3 separate regions of the Sus scrofa genome follow, and all the other regions are linked to region 1. Evidence: chromatin contacts called from public promoter capture Hi-C data. All regions are on one chromosome and are shown on one strand. Each heading gives the region's core, a stretch centred on a gene start, on an enhancer-like site or on the middle of the called end of the contact. The rest is flanking DNA. Distances are from core to core; before and after follow the strand shown.

The links. Promoter capture Hi-C pulls out the DNA fragments that hold promoters and counts their contacts.
Region 2: a contact with region 1 is called in a promoter capture Hi-C map of fetal liver, with 2.8 times the contacts expected there. The contact joins the promoter of SNRNP70 here to the promoter of BCAT2 in region 1. A contact is called at or near these places in 3 of 5 promoter capture datasets (fetal liver and liver), 6 of 47 Hi-C or Micro-C datasets (embryonic fibroblasts, epiblast stem cells, fetal heart ventricle and 3 more) and 1 of 2 datasets of contacts at active chromatin or transcription factors (alveolar macrophages).
Region 3: a contact with region 1 is called in a promoter capture Hi-C map of fetal liver, with 2.3 times the contacts expected there. The contact joins the promoter of LHB here to the promoter of BCAT2 in region 1. A contact is called at or near these places in 2 of 5 promoter capture datasets (fetal liver and liver), 3 of 47 Hi-C or Micro-C datasets (embryonic fibroblasts, epiblast stem cells and fetal heart ventricle) and 1 of 2 datasets of contacts at active chromatin or transcription factors (alveolar macrophages).

The regions. Positions count from the first base shown.
Region 1 is chr6:54,121,720-54,125,872 of Sscrofa11.1, forward strand. BCAT2 (branched-chain-amino-acid aminotransferase, mitochondrial) reads right to left here and starts at 1,729. Exons shown (of 10, transcript XM_021094703.1): 1 at 1,531-1,729. The coding sequence starts at 1,554. The region is part of intron 2 of LOC106510565 (a long non-coding RNA gene); the gene reads left to right. HSD17B14 (17-beta-hydroxysteroid dehydrogenase 14) reads right to left here. Exons shown (of 10, transcript XM_021094705.1): 9 at 3,951-4,047; 10 at 3,510-3,861. The coding sequence ends at 3,688.
Region 2 is chr6:54,286,109-54,290,261 of Sscrofa11.1, forward strand. It overlaps SNRNP70 (U1 small nuclear ribonucleoprotein 70 kDa), which reads left to right and starts at 2,246. Exons shown (of 10, transcript XM_021094709.1): 1 at 2,246-2,468; 2 at 3,225-3,381. The coding sequence starts at 3,235. It also overlaps a transcript of NTF4 not described here.
Region 3 is chr6:54,262,862-54,267,014 of Sscrofa11.1, forward strand. It overlaps LHB (luteinizing hormone beta polypeptide), which reads right to left and starts at 1,823. Exons shown (of 3, transcript NM_214080.1): 1 at 1,815-1,823; 2 at 1,315-1,482; 3 at 782-1,024. The coding sequence starts at 1,823. The coding sequence ends at 782. It overlaps RUVBL2 (RuvB like AAA ATPase 2), which reads left to right. Exons shown (of 15, transcript NM_001243867.1): 14 at 277-391; 15 at 520-631. The coding sequence ends at 545. LOC110261017 (a long non-coding RNA gene) reads left to right here and starts at 1,979. Exons shown (of 2, transcript XR_002344720.1): 1 at 1,979-2,094; 2 at 3,836-4,028.

The sequences.
Region 1 (4,153 bases), core at 479-2,978:
TTGGTGGAGTTCCCGTCGTGGTACAGTGGTTGGTGAATCCGACTGGGAACCATGAGGTTGCAGGTTCGATCCCTGGCCTTGCTCCGTGGGTTAAGGGTTCGGTGTTGCCATGAGCTGTGGTGTAGGTTGCAGACGTGTCTTGGATCCCGCATTGCTGTGGCTGTGGTGTAGGCCAGTGACTACAGCTCCGATTCGACCCCTAGCCTGGGAATCTCCATATGCCACAGAAGCGGCCCCAGAAAAGGCAAAAAGACAAAAAAAGAAAAGAAAAGAGAAATGGCTGGGGGAGGGGGTGGATATGCACAGGGCAGGACTCCAACATGCTGGAGCCTTCTTGTTAAAGCTCAGGACTGTCCTAACGTGGCCCAGGAAGGTCACCATTAAAGCCAAGGATTGTCTCTATCATAGCTTAGCTGTCCTTCACACTTCGGGACTGACCCCATTTTACAGCCCGGGAAAGGTCTCTATCATGAGCAGGGCTGTCCTTGTCCCAGCAAGGGACCATCTGGACCATAACCCGCACATGACCCAGTCAAAGCCCAGGACTGATCCCCATGACATGCAGAACTGACCCACCATAGCCGAGGTCTCACAAGAAACCAGGACTGTCCTATGACAGCCCAAGATTCTCCGCATCATCACCCAGACTGTCCCCATCGCTGCCCGGAACTGTCCCACCACAGCCCAGCAGTGTCACCATCAAAGCCTAGCCCGCCTCGGTGGCAGTCCGAGCCTGTCTCAGTCACTCTGAGAAAGTAAAAGTCTGCCCTGCTCTCCATCAGGCTGGGATAAGAGTCCCAGATAAAGTCAACTACAAAGTTAACAGAAACCACTTTTCCCACCGTCAGGCTGCAGCTGTCAAGGGTTGTAAAGACACCCCCCCCACACACACACACCAAGTTATTAGTATTGTATCCTTGTTTTCTAAAACCACGGACCGAAGCTCTGCTTGTTGCCATCCTGTCCGTAAGAACGGAGGGTCCCCTTCTCGCCTGGACGATCTCAGTCACTGACAGGGAGATGCTGCCTCGGTCCCCCACCACCACCCCCGGGTGGAGAGTTCCAGATGAGAGGTTTCAGGGACACATGAGACATCTATCTTTAGTTCCAAGAAAACAGGGCGCTGGATCCAATTCCCATGAGTGACCTGAGACTGAACCCTATGCCTTCCTCCTACCTCTACCCCTAGGGGTCCGAGGTCCTGGGCGTCTTAGCCCGGCTCCCCCACCGGCTGCCTATTCCCTCCTAACCCATCCCGCCACCCCAGCCCCACGGCTCTCTCCTTATAGGCTCCTCCTCCACGTTCCCCTCCGTGTGGCTCCCATCTGGGTCCCCTTCCCAACGTTGACCTCTCTCCCCCTCCCCGCCTGGAAGGCCTTGTGCTGCTTTCTCCGGGGCCTCCTCCTCCTCGGCGCCCCGCGGCGGAACCCGAGTGCGGGAGGAGCGGGTGCCACGCCGGAGAGGCCACGGGCGAGGGGTCCACCCGAAGTGCGCCTCCCCGCAGGGTCTCCCACCCGGCCGCGAACCCACCTGCCTCAAGGCGGCTGCAGCCATGGTCCGAGCGGCGGGGATCTGTGCCCGGCCCGGGTGCGGCGGGCGAGAAAGACGTTCCGGCTCCGCCCCGCTCACGCCCCCTCGCGTGGGATGACGGCCAGCCCAGCGCCCTAGGCTGCCCAGGCCTTCCCAGTTATAGGGCGCTGGAGGGGGAACTGGGCCCTGCTGCAGAGCGCATGCGCCGGAACCCGCGGGGGGCCGGGGGGGAACCCTCCTCCCCGCCCCCGCGCAAGAGCCAGCGTGCAACGGCTTCCAAACTGCGTTTTAATAGATCCAGAACTGTTCCGGGGCGCTAACAAAGGCCAGCAGCCCGAGATAAGAGAGGGGAAACGCAGGAAGCAGTGATCTTCACGCACCACGATTCTTGGGGAAAAGCAAACCCCGCTCTAAATATCGGTGGGAGCAGAGAGTACGGAAAAACGCGCGGGAAAAGGGAGGGGACTCCGAAGAGGGCGGCAGGTGTGGATGGAGCAGGAGCTTCCCTCTGGATACTCTATTTGAATACAGGTTTTTCTTTGCAACGAGAAGATAACGTGTGCATTCTTTGTAACTTTTAAAGAGAAACACCCACACTGTTCACCTTGCCTCCTACCACCTCTTTTCATCAGTGGTAAAATTTCAATCCCCCACTTCATCAGAGGGCTTCCGTGAGCAGCCCTTAGAATAGGATTTCCTGGTTTATGCCCCTTCGGGAGTGTCTCCCCAGCTTCAGGACCCCCAGAGGCAGAGTTAGACGATTACAGCCCCGCAGGGTCCCTCTAATCGCCAGCTGGTCAAACCCGCATCGGTGTCCCCTACGCCACGCCACGCGGTCACTGTGTCCCCCCGAACCTTCCAGGAGTTCCCCCAACTCCTGCATCGGGGTTACTTTGACACCAAAATATTGTTCCTCTTGTGTATTCAAACTCAGTCCCTGGTTCACTGCGTCTCCGTAATTCTACCCTGCGACACTATGCCCCCAAATTCTGTCCCGCAGCCTTAACAGTCACAGGCCCAGGTGGTCAAACCTGAACGCTCTCCAGCAAAGTGTCTCCGCCTTCCCTCCCTCCTCCCCAGCCCTCTTCCCCCCTCAACCTTGGCTGGAGCCTTAGCGGTGCCGCGCCCAGGCCAGTTGGTGATTGCTGCACACACACCCCCGCCGCGGCCAATCCGCAGCAGTGATGCAGCTCCACCTCCCAGCCTGGGGGCCCCCACCTCGAGGAAACTTGGTACCTCCCAGCCGGGGAGTCATGCCACTTAATTTCCTCCTACCTCCCCTTTAGTTTCCCAGTCCTCTAAATTCAGGCATCCAGACACCAGCTCTTCCTTCCTCGGACCCCGGATTTTCAACCCCCGGTTTTTTCTTCCTTCTCGACTTTTGGGGCTGGCCACCCTCCTACTCTGCTGGCAGAGAGGTCTAAACTCCTTTCCCCTAAGGGCCAAGAATAAACAGGGAGGCCTTTTTGCTTTACCTCCTTCATTATTTCCAAATTAGAGTTTGATTTACTCTCCCCTGCGGGCTTGTTTAATTACTGCTCGGTAGCAGCCGGCTGGCAATACTTTTCCCAGGAGCCCCCGGGTTGCTCCTGCCGCAAGGCCTTCTGGAAATCGTAATCCCTGGGGTCCAGGCCTCCAGTGGAAATGGGGGAGGGCAAGGATTAGGGTTTTTTGGTGGTTTTTTTTTTTGCCTTTTTCTAGAGCCACACCTGCAGCATATGGAGGTTCCTAGGCTAGGGGTTTAATCGGAGCTACAGCTGCCAGCCAAGGCCAGAGCCACAGCAATGCGGAATCTAAGCCATGTCTACGACCTACACCACAGCTCACGGCAACGCTGGATCCTTAACCCGCTAAGCAAGGCCAGGGATCGAACCCACAACCTCATGGTTCCTAGTCGATTCTTTAACCATTGAGCCATGATGGGAACTCCGAGGATTAGGGTTTTAAGGGGCCAAAATAAATGTAACGATGCCCTCCTCTTGGCTGCAAAGTGCTTTTATGGAAAGATGTGGGGTGGTCTGGACATTGGTAAGTGGGCTTAAAGTCTGGCGGGGGGCGGGGGGGCGCAGCAGCTGAGAGGTGGGAAGGGGAATTTGGGAGACTGAGTTTGCGATGGGAGAGCCCTGGTCCGGGAGGCCCAGGTGGAAATGTGGGAGATTAGGGGATCACAGACGCCCCTGCGGGGACGCTGCACTGCGCCGCCTTGCACCCAAAGCCCAGCTCCGCGCCCCCAGTCACTAGCAGCTCAATCCCGGTGCAGAAGCTGGCTTCGGAGGCCAGGAACACAGCAGCAGCCCCCACCTCAGCAGGCTGGCCCATGCGGCCCAGGGGCTGGGGAGAGACGAGGGGAAAAGCAGGTCAAAAGGGGCCCTCACCTGACCGCCACCCCCATTCCACCTGGATGGGGCCCCCACTCCTACCTGGGCCAGCGTGCCCTCTCGGATTTTGGCCTTGGGGTCAGGTGTTGATGCTGCCAGCTCTTCCCACAGCGGGGTCCAGATGTTTCCTGGGGAGATGCTGGGGTGAGGGAGCAGAGGGGATCAGGGAAGTTGGCTGCAACAACACCGCCCCCCCCAGTCTTGAAGGCTCCCCCCACCCCACCCCACACTCGGCCCAGGGAGCT
Region 2 (4,153 bases), core at 996-3,495, 160 kb after region 1:
CACGACGGGAACTCCCTATATTTTATTTCTTTTTTTTTTTTTTTGGTCTTTTTTAGGGCCGTTCCTGCGGCATATGGAGGTTTCCCAGGCTAGGAGTCTAATCAAAGCTGTAGCCGCCAGCCTATGCCAGAGCCACAGCAACTGGGATCCAAGCGCGTCTGCAACCTACACCACAGCTCACGGCAACGCCAGATCCTGAACCCACTGAGCAAGGCCAGGGATCGAACCCACAACCTCATGGTTCCTAGTTGGATTCGTTAACCACTGAGCCATGATGGGAACTCCTGTTCTTTTTTTTTTTAAAGAATGCAAATTAGGTCTGTCTGTCTCTTGATCAAAACCCATTAGTAACTTCCTATTTCATTTCCAATAAAATCTGCCCTCTCTCTCATGGAACGCTTTATTCAGGCAAGGATCCGCAATGGCTGCTACAACCAGGATAAGAGGAGCTTGGGAACAGTAGCAAAGTCCCACTGCTCAGATTACCAAGGAGAATATGTACCTTTGCCAGGAGAGATCTGGTAGCTGGCACCCTGACCAGGTGACTAACTCAGCATCATAATACCAGGACCATCTGACATCAGGCACTTCCAGATGTGATGAAATACCAGACATGATGCAATACAAAGTCTGCAGTATCACCCGAGTAATGTTCTTGCCAAAAATGTTCAATATCAGTCTATGAAAACCTTTAGACTCAATTTCCAGTTTATGGGCAAAATGGGGATAGTGGAATGAACTAAATTCCACGAGGAAATAATCAGACAAAGTCAGAATGCAGGACATAGGACTGCACACCAAACTCGGGGGAAAACAACAACATAACGCAGTGTGTGTGTGTGTGTGTGTGTGTGTGTGTGTGTGTGTGTGTGTGTCTATTCTATGTTAAAGAGGCGAGAGAGACATGATAACCAAATAAACGCGTGAACATTGACTGGCTCCTGTTTCAGATTAAGATAGAGTTCTCATGAGTCAACTGGGAAAATCTGAATAGGGGCTGGATAAACTTTCTAAGAGGTGAAAATAGCTGTGTTGTTGGGCAGAGGATGCCATTATTCTTAGGAGACATGCTGAAGCATTTAGAGGTGCAGTGTCTCAGCCATTTACTATCCAATGGTACTAAAAAAAAATACATTATTATTAGCTTTATTTTTCTTCAAACTTTTTATTTTGAAGTAATTTTAGAATTATGGAAAAGTTCCAAAAAATAGTGCAGAGTTCCCACATACATATACACAGAAAGCAAACGTGTCTATGTATACGTTATCTGTTTTTTAAGCCATGCCCATGGCATGTCGATGTGCCCTGGCCAGAGGTGGCACCTGCTCCACATCAGCAACCCAAGCCAATGCAGTAACAATGCTCATTCTTAACTTGCTGCGCCACGAGAGAACGCTTCAGGATATTTTTTTTAAGTAGCATGATATTAGCCATTTAAATTTTGTAGTAATTTCTGTAATTATTATCAAACAGGCAATTGAATCTATTCCCCAAACTTCAAATATTTTAACTTCTTACAGGTCTACAGGGCCCTAAATAATCCGCCAGCTCTCTGCTCTCTCAGCCAACATGAGATTCCCACTTTCCGCCCCAATTCAGGACCTTTGCACTTGCTGTTAAACCCGCCCAGATCTCCCTTCCATCAGTCTCCTTCTCCAGAAGGACCTAGTTCTAAAATAACCCCTCTATCCCCGCCCATTCCCGTACTCGGCCCTATTTTTCTTTACTGTGTTGGCCACCGTCCGAAATTTATCTTTTTAAGTGCCTTTATTGTCTCCCTCAGTACAATGTAAGCTCCAAAAAGGAAAAGACTTCGCTTCAGTCGCATGGTATATCGCCAGAGCCCAAACAACGCCACGCACACATTGGGCGCTCAATGAACAGTTACTGATTTCCTAGGTTAAGGAATCACACTGTTCACGTAGGAACTCTTTGCCAGGCGGCGGAAGGATATTTCAGTGTGAAAGACGTTACAGGCATGCGCGCAAGATCCGGGAAGTGTGTAAGAAAAGGCGTGGAGCATCAAGAGTCTCGCGGACAGAGGCAGTTGGAGCCCTGAGCGCGAGGTGAAAGGGGACCGCTTGGGGCGGAGCGCGCGTGCGCACTGTGACCTTCATCCCGCCGCGGCAAAGGAGTTTAAGGTGCCGGAAGGCGGGGTAGTGGCCTCGCGCGTGCGCAGTGCTCGCAGCGGCGCCAAGGTTCCTGTGTGTGGGTTGCACTTGACTCGCGCGGCGCGTGCGCAATAGGGTCGGCGGAGGGATTTGAGGCTGGTTCCACCCCTTGCCCCTGTCGCGAGCCGAGGCCGCGCGGGCTCGTGAGCTGTGGCCTGGTGCGCGCGCTGGGCGGGCGACAGAGACTGAGAGACGCGGTCGCCGTCTGAGTCGAAGCTAGAGCTAGAGTACCTGCTGCTGTGGGGCCGCCGCGAGCCCCTGGACCGTCGCCAGGCCGAGGAGGGCGCCGCGCGGCGGGTGAGTATGACTGAGTGGCCTTACCGGGTGCGGGGCCGCTACCCACAAGCCCCTGCGGTGGATCCCAGTCCCTTCCCCGGGGCCGGGCAGTCTTCCCGCGCCACCGCCACCACAGAACCTTTTTGCACGCCTTACCCAGAGTTCTCCGGTCACTTAGGCTTTTTCCATAGTCCCCCTCCCCCGCCCTCAGCGGTCACTTACCCACAGGCCTTTGCGCTGTGTTGCCTTTTTTCGTCCTCGCTTCCCTTCCGTCCTGGACCCTTACCCACAATCCACTTCGCCTGCGGGGCCTAGATCTATTACCCACAACCCCCTGGCTTGAGAGGTTTGCTGTTTATGACTGACCCCTTCTCCTGATCAGAGACCTCTTGCGGTCCTCCCCCTATAACCTTTTATCCAAGGTGCGGGACCACCAGCCGCCACGGCCCTAGACCTCCTTCCTCGGGATCCTTGATGCCCCACAAGCCCCCAGGGACCTTCAGCCCCGCAGTTCCTTGCTCAGGACTTCACTGCTCGGAAACCTGTTTTCAGTCTTTGTTTCTCTTCTCTTGCCCTCCCCCTCCCCTCCCGTTCACACAGCCCTCCCTCTAGAATCTGCTTGCCCCTGTGATTAAGGATCGATCGCGCTCTGTGTCCTTACAGGAGACTTTGAGATTTTTGTCCGTGTTTCTCTCTTTTCTTGGGAGGCAAGGGATTGATAGGGGCTTCATCTCCCCAGCCCACCCTAACATAAGATGGTCCTGCTTCTGCTCTCAGACTTGGCACGATGACCCAGTTCCTGCCGCCCAACCTTCTGGCCCTCTTTGCTCCCCGTGACCCCATCCCATACCTGCCACCCCTGGAGAAACTGCCACATGAAAAACACCACAATCAACCTTACTGTGGCATTGCGCCCTACATCCGAGAGTTTGAGGTGAGTTCACTGAAGAGGCTTGGAGTGGGCTGGATCGGGGAGTCTGGTCTCTGGCGATTTTCTAGCTGTGTGATTGAGGAAGGTGGCTTTTATCCTGTTTCCCTGTCTTAGATTGGTAACACAGCCCTTGTAGGGCTTTTGTGAAAATTCAGTAACTACCAGTTGAGGATTCAGACTCTCGAGTTAGGTAGTCCTTGGTGCGCCATTTATCGGTTGCGTGATGATCTTGGGCAAGAGGTGTATCCTCTAACTGCTGTGATTTTTTTCCCCCCCATGTTTAGCAAGGGAATATTAGTGTCTTTGATGTAATTTGATGGAGAATTGACTGTTTGTTTTTTTTTTTTTTTTAACGTTATGGGGCTTGACGCCAAGCAGTCAGTAAACATCAATTATTTCTTAACGTATAATGACCATTTTGGTCATTAATATGGTGAAATTTGTAAAGGGTTAGCACTTGGTGATTGGTGCATTGAAGACCACAGGCTTGAGAATTGCAGCTTTGTACCTGCAGGGTGAACAGAGATAAATGGCTTTGGCCCATGGGCCTCGGTTTTTTCATTTTCGAAATTGGGTTAACAACATCCACCTGTTGAGGTGCATCGGCGGACACCCGAGAAGTGCTGGCACACAGGAGTCAGAAGAAGAAAGTTCTGGCATCAGGTGGGAACGGGGAGGTGAAGGAAGTTGTGGAGCAGAAGTTTAGTACAGAGGTGACAGGAGGTTGGCTCTATAGTAGTATTTGCCAGCCTCGGTGAACCGGTATTTGGAAAAT
Region 3 (4,153 bases), core at 573-3,072, 140 kb after region 1:
TGGGTTTCAGAGGCAGGGAGCTTCCGGTCTCTGCGCTTGGTTGCTGTGTCTCCTGGCCGGACGCCCGGGAGGCGCCGGGAGGCGCCGACTGAATAGCTATTGGCTGCACTCCGATGCCGTGAAGTCCCTTTTACAGATGAGCACACCAGGGGTGGAGAGGTGGGGGCCGTGGCCGGGCGGTGGCCCTGCTGGGATTTGACCCCAGGCGACCTGGCCCCAGAGTCGTTGCTCCCGCCCCGGGGGGGCCCCCCCTCTGAGGTCTGGCACCCCCATCAGGGCACGGAGGTCCAGGTGGACGACATCAAGCGGGTCTACTCGCTCTTTCTGGACGAGTCACGATCCACGCAGTACATGAAGGAGTACCAGGATGCCTTCCTCTTCAACGAGCTCAGTGAGTATCGGCCCCGCCGCCCACCGCCGCCCGCCCGCCGGCCCGCAGAGGGAGGGGAGCCCGGCCTGGAGAGCTCGGGCCCTGCCCTCTGGGCCACACCGACCACCTGGCCTTCCTTCTCCCCACAGAAGGCGAGACCATGGACACCTCCTGAGCCCACGTCACCCTCTCCCCCACCTCCCCTGTTTTCTACCAGAGTTCTGACACCGTGACTTTGTATAAAATGGTTCCGAAACTGGGCCCACTGTGTGGGTGTGGGTGTAGGTGTGTACATACGCACGTGCTCACACGCCCCAGCCCCCAGAATAGACAACCCCAGAGTGCAGGTGGAGCAGCCTTTATTGGTGGGGGGGAGCATCTGTGGGCCTGGGAGGCTGAGGCCGGGAGTCCTTAGAGGAAGAGGAGGCCTGGGAGTAGGGGGCGGTCACAGGCCAAGGGTTGGGCTCTGGGACCCCCACAGTCAGAGCTGCTGAGGCGGCAGGGCCCGCAGTGACAGCTGAGAGCCACGGGGAAGGAGACCGTTGGGTCCACGCCAGGCGGGCAGCCAGGGAGGCGGATGGAGGCAAAGCTCAGCTCTCGGTAGGTGCACACCGGCTGGGGCACGGGTGGCAGGGCAGCCGGCAGCACCCGCACCTGTAGGGGGTGGGGGCGGGGCTTGGGTGTCTACCTGGGGCCCAGCCCTCCCCCAAGGTCCCCCCTCAGTACCCCACAGACCCCAGACTCAGGTGTCCAGGGGACCCTCTGTGTTCTCCCACCCACAGGCCCCACTCTGACTCCAACTCCCCAGCCTCTGCCTAGAGGGGCAGGCCACCCTGCCGTCCCGGTGCCACCTCCTGTCTTCTGTGGGCCTGGCCCTGAGTAATCCACCCGGATCTGTGGTGGAGGCGGCACCCGTCTGCAGGTGCCCACCCTGCATAGCTCACCATGCTGGGACAGTAGCCGGCACAGATGCTGGTGGTAAAGGTGATGCAGACAGGGCAAGCCTCATTCTCAGCAGCCAGGGTGGCGTTGATGGGCCGGCACAGAGGCCGCAGTGGCCCCCTGGATGCCCACACCCCGGCCACGCTCAGCAGCAGCCACAACAGCAGTCCCTGGGACAAGGCCAGTGCCTCAGGGCCAGCCTGAGACCTCCGCCCCCAGCCCTTTCCCCACCTCCACCCTCTGCATGTGACACTCAGGGACACAGCTCCTCCGCCTGACATCTGCCATTCAAGGATCTCCCCTCCCCCCCTCCCAGGGACCCTGGATACCCCAGCACCTCAGATGCCCACCCTCAGGCCCTGCCCCACCAGCTTCCCTCCTGCTGGCTGTCCACAGCCTTCGAGAGAGAGGCCTCCTTCACCGGGTCACAGGACTTTCCCTCTTCCTGCCAGCTGAGGGCTGCATGGAGTCACCGGGTGCCGCGGGTTCCCAACAGTCTTACCTGGAGCATCTCCATCCTTGGTGTCTCCAAGCCGTGTTTACCTGGTCTTATACCTGCAGGCTGTGGGGGCGGCAAGGCCACTGGAAGTGGGGTAACCTGGACACTAATCTTCCCCGGGGGCTGAGAAGCAGGCAAGGTCAGGGAGGTGCATCAGTGGCTCAGCGATGCACCCCATCCGCCCACCTGAGCGCTCCCTCGCCAAGCAGCAGAAGACGGCCAAGTTGAGGGTGACTTCACAGACTGGTGCTAAAGAGATCGCGATGGGGGCACAAGAAATAAGGTATAGAAAGCCCTCAGCTGCGCCCCTTGCTCTGCAGATCCCCCTCTGCTCATCCTGAGGGAGGCTGAGGCTGGAGCAGCGCCCCTCTGACAACCCTCGAATGGTGATTGGCTGAAGCCTCTACCCTGCTCCACCCGTCCTGGGCTGAGTCTAACCTCTTAGGAGGCGCCTGTATTCATTATTGGATTCTGTGCCCGGAGGTGAGGGGTCTACCCGCGCCCAGATGCGCCGTGCCTCCACGGTGAATTCGGCCAGACCCCCACCTCCCCCGCGCTCAAGCCCTCGAAAGCCCGGATGCTTGAACCAAACCCAGCAAAGAGCGTGGTTTAGGGTATTTAACTCAGTCACTAAGATAAGCTCTGCCGCAGAGGGCGCGGCCCTCCTGATCCCCACAGCCCCAGAGTACAGGTTCCAGGTTCAGTCCCGCCCCTGCAACTGAGTGGGCCAGGGGCTCAGTGGGCGGGTCCCGAACGCTGTCCCCTCCCCACGTGGAGGGCGGGGTTCGCGATCTTGACCCCGCCCAGTGTGGCCCCAGTAGCGGCGAGCCAGGCTCGGCTCCGCCTCCGCTTGGGGCCGGGTATGGGGCCCGGCCGGCCCCGCCCGCTCAGACGAGCGCCGGCTTCAAGCTGCCGTAGTTGGAGTTCTCGGTGCCGTAGGCTTGCGGCACGCTGTAAATGCCTGACACGGGCTTCCAGTGGGGGCCTCCCCAAGGGAGCTCCAGCGGGCAGAAACGGTCGAGCCGGCGGAGTGGGTGCAGCGGGGGGCCGTAGGATTCCTGAGCCAGAGACTGCGCCCCGCGGTGCGGCACGACGGGCATCACTGGGCGGGCGCGGGGCACGCGGGTTTTCGGCGGCCCGGGTGGCCAAGAGGAATACGGATAGGACGGCTGCTTTGGGCCGTGGCCCCAGGCCTGGGGCGTCTCCTTCAAGCTCCAGTATGTCAGCGAGTCCTTGCGAGGGTATCCTGACAACTCCTTCCTGTTGGGAGTGGGGGTGGAGGCAGGATGGGTAGGGCACAGCTGGATCCTCTGGACCAGGCTGAGGTTTAGACCTCGGGTCCTGAGGAGGCTGCTGAACTTCTGCGATGCGAGGCTAGGATACATTTGTAGGGATTGGGGACTCTTTAGAAAGCATGAGGCTGCGGACTCCTAGCCTAGATTCCTGGGTCCTCGAGGTATTCAAGGACCTGAAATCTGGGACTTTCGCATCCTTGAAAGAAGTATCTGGGGACCCAAATACCAAACGAGGCCCTCCCTAGACCCTGAGGGCCACACCCCCAGATCCCAAACTCCCTCTTGGGCCCTTTTTGTTCCTGAGAGTTGACACTAAGGATCCTAGGGCTCTAAAAGAGATAGGGGCAGAGGTCCGAACTTCTGAGTGTGCAGGAGCCGAAAGTGGAGACTACTGAGTCAGAGAAGGGGAGTCCACACCAGGCGGCCCGGCGGCCCACTAGCCTAGGCGCGGGGGGGGGGGCTGTGCAGGGGATGGTCCCAAGTGAGGACCTAGGCTCACTTCGAGTAGGTTCGGAAGTCCCGGGCCGAAGTGGTCATATAGAGCTGATGGCAGTCCAGGATGCCCTGGTCAGATACTGCGAAAGGCCGGCCGCTCAGCTCGGGGTTCTTCGTCCAGGGGATGAGAGCCTGAGGAGGCCCGGGGAGGAGGGATGAGCAAGAAAACTTTCACACCCCCGTCCCATGCCCTGTGTCCCAGACTGAGAATTCCTCTTCTTTCGGCCTCTACAGTCCTTCTGCACCAGGCGCTGACGGCCGCCGCCAGATCAGAACCCTTCCTGACCAATCGCATTGCCGGGGCACTTCAGATTCGCTCCCCAAATCGGAACCTTTACGAACCTCACTTCCAAAATCCAAATACGTTCTGTCCATCATCGAACGCAAAGCCAAGCCCCCAAACATCAAAGAAAAAAAAAGATCCTTACCCGCTCCGCTTCCAGATTCAAATCTTTCCGGTCCCGCTACTGGAATAAGCCACTGCCTTCCTTGCCGGAAGGAGAAAGCCGACCCCCGCCTCCCGTCCCCAAACCAGTCTCGGAATATTCAAGC